Linked DNA regions of Sus scrofa: region 1 is linked to region 2. Evidence: chromatin contacts called from public Hi-C data. All regions are on one chromosome and are shown on one strand. The core of a region is the stretch at or near the end of the contact, and the rest is flanking DNA. Distances in the headings are between cores, read along the strand shown. Region 1 overlaps ABLIM3 (actin-binding LIM protein 3). Region 2 overlaps ABLIM3 (actin-binding LIM protein 3).

Region 1 (2,700 bases), core at 130-2,629, 87 kb after region 2:
TGCAGACCATAGGCTCACAGGCGTCTTCATGAGGCAGTCGTCTTTTCTTACATTCATTTATCTAAGTTGATTGCTCACTTCCAACAAATTCCTTCCCTCTCTTATTTAAATGATGTACTGCTAACACCCAAACTTTTGATGTTTAAAAAATTTCTAGTCAGCTACAGTTTATTTCTCCCCTCCCCGCTGACTTCTTAAATTTTAAAAAAGACAAAACCAAAAAAACCCCCTGCTTTCCCGTATGCAGAAGGCTGAAGCCGTTTGTGGCTCAGCCTCCTTTGGGAACAGATGGGTCAGTGGCGCCGGGAGGCCGTATGGCCCCGCCCCTGAGACATCATCGCCCCGCCCAGGAGGCATCTTTGCCCCGCCCCGCCCCACCCCGGGAGACCCTCTGCCCAGCCCTGTACCTGCTTATGCCTTTTCGCTGAAGCTCACGACCTTCTCAGACATTGTGTTCACCTCGTGAACACAGTGACCTGCAGCGTGGGCTTCCTGCCGGAGCCATTGCCATAAACCACTCCCGGTGGGTTCGGAGACCCAGAAAATGCTCCCGGCAATTCCTCAACGCCGGGGCCGCCCCCCACCCCCTGGTGGTGGCCACACCCCGAGGTTGCTGGAAGGGGCCATGGACCCAGAGGCCCCCTGCTGGGCTCTGAGCGCCACTGCACGTGATCTCGGAAGGCGAGCCCCCCTTCCCCAAATGCACATCTGGCCTCCAGGGAGAATTTGGGGGATGAGCATCGTCTCAGGGCCCAGCTCCTTGGACTCAGATGAAGAAAGTGGGCCGGAGCCGAGCCCCTGAGGCCTCCCTCCCTCGCGCCCCTGCTTCCTCCCCCTCGCTCCTGGCCTCACTGTTCCTCCGGACCACCCCCCACCAGGCTTAGCCAGCATCCAGCCCTAGGGCTTCCAGGCAACAAACCGTAATGGAAACTATAGTCTAAAAACAAAGTCGGACACAGATGCCGTCTGGGTGCTCAGGCATGTGGCCGTTTGTGGTTCCAAGAGCCCTGGCACCGGAGGGATAACGTGTGCCTGGTTTTCCGTCTCATCCAGGACACCTGTTCCTTCTTTGGGGAATGTGTAATATTTGGGGCCGCTTCTCAACATGAGACCAGCCACCTGTTGCTCATGCCTTTCCAAATTGGCCTCTCGAGTTTGGGGCTGGCCAGCTGGACCCTCACCCGCAGGAAAATGTGGGCAGTCGCATAGCCGAACGTGAAGAGTCTGAAGTCTCTTAGGGATCAGCAGCAGATCAAGACTTAGGGCCCGAAAGCAAGACACACGGCACGACACGCCCGCCCTGTAAATACGATCCCTCTGGCAGGCGGTCAGAAGCCTTTGAAGAGAAAGGAAGGCCGACTTCACGGCCGTCTGTCCTTTACTGAGCACCTGCTCTGTGTCACTCACTGCCAGCTGCCTGCTCATGCCCTCACCCCACCGACATGCACAGGGCCGAGGGCAGAGTCCTCTGCGGATGCGGTGCCGCAGAAGGTCCCGCGGTAGAGAAAGGCCAGCTCCCCCAAAAGGAGCTCTTGATTTAGTCGGGATGATAAGTCCACCAGCCCCTGTATTTTAAGGCCTGTGTTGGGAGAGAGACAAGGGACCATGGACCACAGAGGAGCGAGGAGGCCGTCCCCGCCGGCAGGTGAGAAGGTTGGCAGGAGTTGGCGCGAGCCTGGCGGACGGGCAGGCTTTGGAGAGCAGCAGGAGTGTGGGTGGTTGACTCGATGCAGCAGCAACGACCCGGGGAACCAGGGGTCCTCCTGGCTGCTGCCGGGGGGTAAATGGAGGTGGGGGATGGGGGAGAGCTAAATTCCGGTAGGGGTGCAAGGTCTGAGCCCTTGTTATTTTCCTGGCCCCGTAGGTTCTGAGGTCTGGCACCCCATCTGCAAGCAGGCAGCGCGGGCAGAGAAGAAGTTAAAGGTAAGCCAGCCAGTGGTGACACCAAGCCAGCCACTTCCAGCCCGCATTGGGGGCACCGTGCTTTGCTCGTCCCTTAGCGTGTGCGCTTTCAAACAGCTGCCTGTACCCGTGGGTCTTCCATCACAGGGACGCCCCCTCATAGGGTTCCGAAGGGGCCAGGATGCGGCCGTAGCAGCACCTTGGAATCTGCCCAGAACCGAGGGGATGCGCGTTTTTAGTGTTTCTGGGGTGAGCTTATGTCCCAAGGTGGTGGCCTCGCCAAGGCGCACACGCCAGCGGTCTCCCCCCAGCCTGAGATCGTGTATTAACGATGCTGGTTGGAATTGTCCTGGAAAGAGATAGTGAGCAAAGCGTCTTCACAGCCACTGTCGGATTTGATTCCTTTAACCCCATAGGGCAGTTGGGTGAAGAATTTTCTCTTCGCTTTGCTTTGGGGAAAACTGAGGCCTCAGGAGGGAGGTGACATGCTCGCAGTAATGCAGCCAGCGTCCCCAGATACTCGCTGGGCCGGTGAGGTCCTGTGTCCCTAATCTCTGTGCTCTGACAAGTACCAGGAAGTCCTGGGCGGCTGGGTTCTTGATCCAAGAACTGCGGGGGGTGGGGTGGGGGGGCGCAGACCTGAGTCCTTGACACCGTGGAGGGGGAGACTGGGGCTGTGTCCTGGGGGCCCTCCTCCATCTCCAGGCGTCTCTCCACACTCTGGCCCCGATGTCACCTCAGCCCCTGGGACTCTGTTAAGCTTATACATGCTAGAGTCTCAATTAAAAATGCATGTGT
Region 2 (2,700 bases), core at 62-2,561:
CTGTGTCACTGCACCGACCCTTAGGGGAAAGGACTAAGGGTCCCTGGGGAAAGGACTCCTGCACTGAGTTCTGCTCGTCCTTGTCCTCGGCCTTCCTGGACGTCAGGGGCTCGGCTGCCACCCGCTGCAAGTTGCGTGCAAATAACTAAGCTTGCGTTGCTGTTACAATGAAATGAAAAAAAAACCTCCACCCACTTTGCATAGATTAGCTCGCAGAGCACGCGGTTTCACGCCCGGAACAACCCCGGGACACGCACGGGAAAGGGAGAATTTGACAGTATAACAATGTTTTATGGACACTCTTACTCAGTACAGCTGAGTGGACGGACACACCAGGAATTACTTGGTGGCCCGAGCTGGGACGTGAGAGTAAACCTGGAAGCCAGGTCTTCTGATTCGCAGTCCTTTTCTCCTGCGCGGGACAGCCCTGGACCTCCCAGCTGTGTCGCTGGGAAGAGCTGTTTGGCACCTTAACAACCAGCAGAGACACGCGTCCTCCTCAGGGCCGCGGGGACCTGGTGGAAGATCCTGTTCAGAGACAGAGTTTTGGTCTTAAAGAGCCAAGTGAACAAAGAGGGACGAGAGCCAAGTTTGGGGGACGAGGGCCTGGGGGTTCATGCAGTGGGTGAGCCCTGAGGAGAGCTCCGTCCACGCCGTCTGGGAGGCTTTTGCTCCACCCACTAGTTAATGTCCTCTCTGGGGTCCCTTAGCGAGCGGGTCACGGAGGCCTCTCTAGGGAAGCGGCTATTCAGTGAAGACGTGGGGGGTGAGAAGGTTCCAGCTTTGCTAAGAAACAGGAGAAAAGCCAACCAGGTACAGGTAGGAGCACGTGTGCCCTTTTCCCGAGATGGAAAAGCTCACGGACAGGCCAAGGGCCTCTGTGCAGGGCGCCCAAGGAGGCGCTAGCTAAGGTGGCCCCTGAGTGACTGATCTGGGCTCAGAGGACGCCTCCCAGGAAAGCAGGAGGCCTGAGGGAACCTTAAGGAGATGCCTGGCTGTGTGCAAGGTCAGCCCAGCAGAGGAAGGCACCGCCAGCCGAGCTGCAGGCGGGAGCTGAGCTCTTGGTGGAGAGAACGACGAGTCAGGGGGGCCCCCCTCGAGACTGGATGCACCCACACAGCAGCTCGGCCCAGAGCAGGCTGTCTCCCTCGGGACCGGCAGGCCCGGGTCCGGCTCTCCCTCTCCCAGGTTCCGTCCGGGGCTGGCTCCAGCCCAGCTCCTGGCTCCTGCTGGCGCGGTGGCGGCAGGAAGCAGGTTCAGGCTGCGGTCGGATGTGATGGGAGCGAGGCCTCGGAGAACCCCGCCGTGCGACCGTCTGCCCGAGGCTCCCCTGCTGCCGACACTGTGGCCCCAACACTCTGATCTCAAAGCCAGGCCCTTTGTTCCCCCCCACCAGAAGCTTCCCAAAGACCTCAGGAACCCCTTTGATTTTTGTAAACGTTTCTCTGCAGAACAATGTGTGGAACCAGAGGAAAAGCACGGCCCCATCGCAACACTGTCTCGGCCAGAAAAACAGGCCTGCGTCCTGCCAATTGCACGGAGGCGAGGGGTCCCCCAGGACGAGGAGAGGTGCAGACGTGGCGTTAGGAGGCCACACACGTGCCCTGGCCGGAGGACCGCTCTTCCCTGGGGATCGGGACTTCAGCTCAGACCGGTGGGGCCCCCACGGGACCAAGCGTCCCTGGACCAGCCTAGATCATGGTCGGACCTTCTGCCGGACGCAGCCCCACACACTCAGAGGCTTAGAACCAAGACCATGAGGGTGAAGGGACGCTCAGGACTCAGTTGTCCATCTTCCATTTGTAAACGTGGAAACTCAGGCCCAGAGAGGGGCCCCTCTCAGGTCCGCCGCGTTGTTCCGAGACAGTGAAGGGTGTGGACACGGACACGATGCTAGGTTGGCATCTGTCATTGCTGTTGGTTTTCCCAGTGAGGTGGGTACCGCCCTCATCTCTGCCTTACACGCTAAGCTGTGGCCTGGAGACGTTAAGTCAGTCACCTAAGGCCACGCAGCTGTGAAGCGTAGAGCCGGGCCTCTAATCGGGACCATTTTATCCTGCTGCGTCGGGACAGCAAGCAGGGCCTCTGACCTCCCGGCCCAGCAGGGCCCCTTCCACCCCAGGTCGCAGGTCCTGGACGAGGTTCTGTTTACACCCTGCTCAGCTCCTCCGCGAAGACGCCCCTGCAGACACATCGCTTGGCCGGGCCCGCCCCGACTCTGACCTGCGGTTCTCCTTTGCCACTAGCCCCATGCCCCCAGCCCTGCTCCCAGTCACAATGCTGATGCCGCCCTCTTCGGCCTCAGCTCCAGCGTCGCCTGCTGGGGCAGACGCCCCCCCTTCATGCCCCGAGTGCCCCTCTCCCCTGGCTTTGCGGATTATAACCCTAAGTGTGTGTTTACCCATGGCCTCCCCCCCCCACCTTTCCTGGCCACCGTGGTGCCTGGCAAGGAAGAAAGAACAAGCAGAAGTTGCTGGAGCTCCCGCTGCGGCGCCGTGGGATCGGCAGCGTCTCTGCAGCGCCGGGACACAGGTTCAAAGGACCCAGGCTTGCAGCAGCTGTGGTGTAGGTCCCAACTGTGGCTCAGGTCTGATCCCTGGCCCAGGAACTCCATAGACCAGGGGGTGGCAAAAAAAAAAAAAAAAAAAAAAAAAAAAAAAAAAAAGTTGTTGATTCAGTAAATGAATGAATCAACTAAAA

Evidence for each region. Hi-C and Micro-C count contacts between places; a contact is called where the count stands out from the background.
Region 1: a contact with region 2 is called in a Hi-C map of skeletal muscle, with 4 times the contacts expected there. The contact joins two enhancer-like sites. A contact is called at or near these places in 1 of 5 promoter capture datasets (liver), 15 of 47 Hi-C or Micro-C datasets (alveolar macrophages, embryonic fibroblasts, fetal heart ventricle and 9 more) and 1 of 2 datasets of contacts at active chromatin or transcription factors (skeletal muscle).

The regions. Positions count from the first base shown.
Region 1 is chr2:150,376,917-150,379,616 of Sscrofa11.1, forward strand. It overlaps ABLIM3 (actin-binding LIM protein 3), which reads left to right. Exons shown (of 21, transcript XM_021084998.1): 9 at 1,865-1,923. Among named protein-coding and RNA genes, the nearest start is that of AFAP1L1, 67 kb to the right of the region's middle. Within about 2 kb of position 1,380, at least 6 of the 83 cell types and tissues checked have an H3K27ac peak or open chromatin away from gene starts, as enhancers often do. A contact at or near this core is called in skeletal muscle, where this site is marked.
Region 2 is chr2:150,289,575-150,292,274 of Sscrofa11.1, forward strand. The region is part of intron 1 of ABLIM3 (actin-binding LIM protein 3); the gene reads left to right. Among named protein-coding and RNA genes, the nearest start is that of ABLIM3, 31 kb to the left of the region's middle. Within about 2 kb of position 1,312, at least 4 of the 83 cell types and tissues checked have an H3K27ac peak or open chromatin away from gene starts, as enhancers often do. A contact at or near this core is called in skeletal muscle, where this site is marked.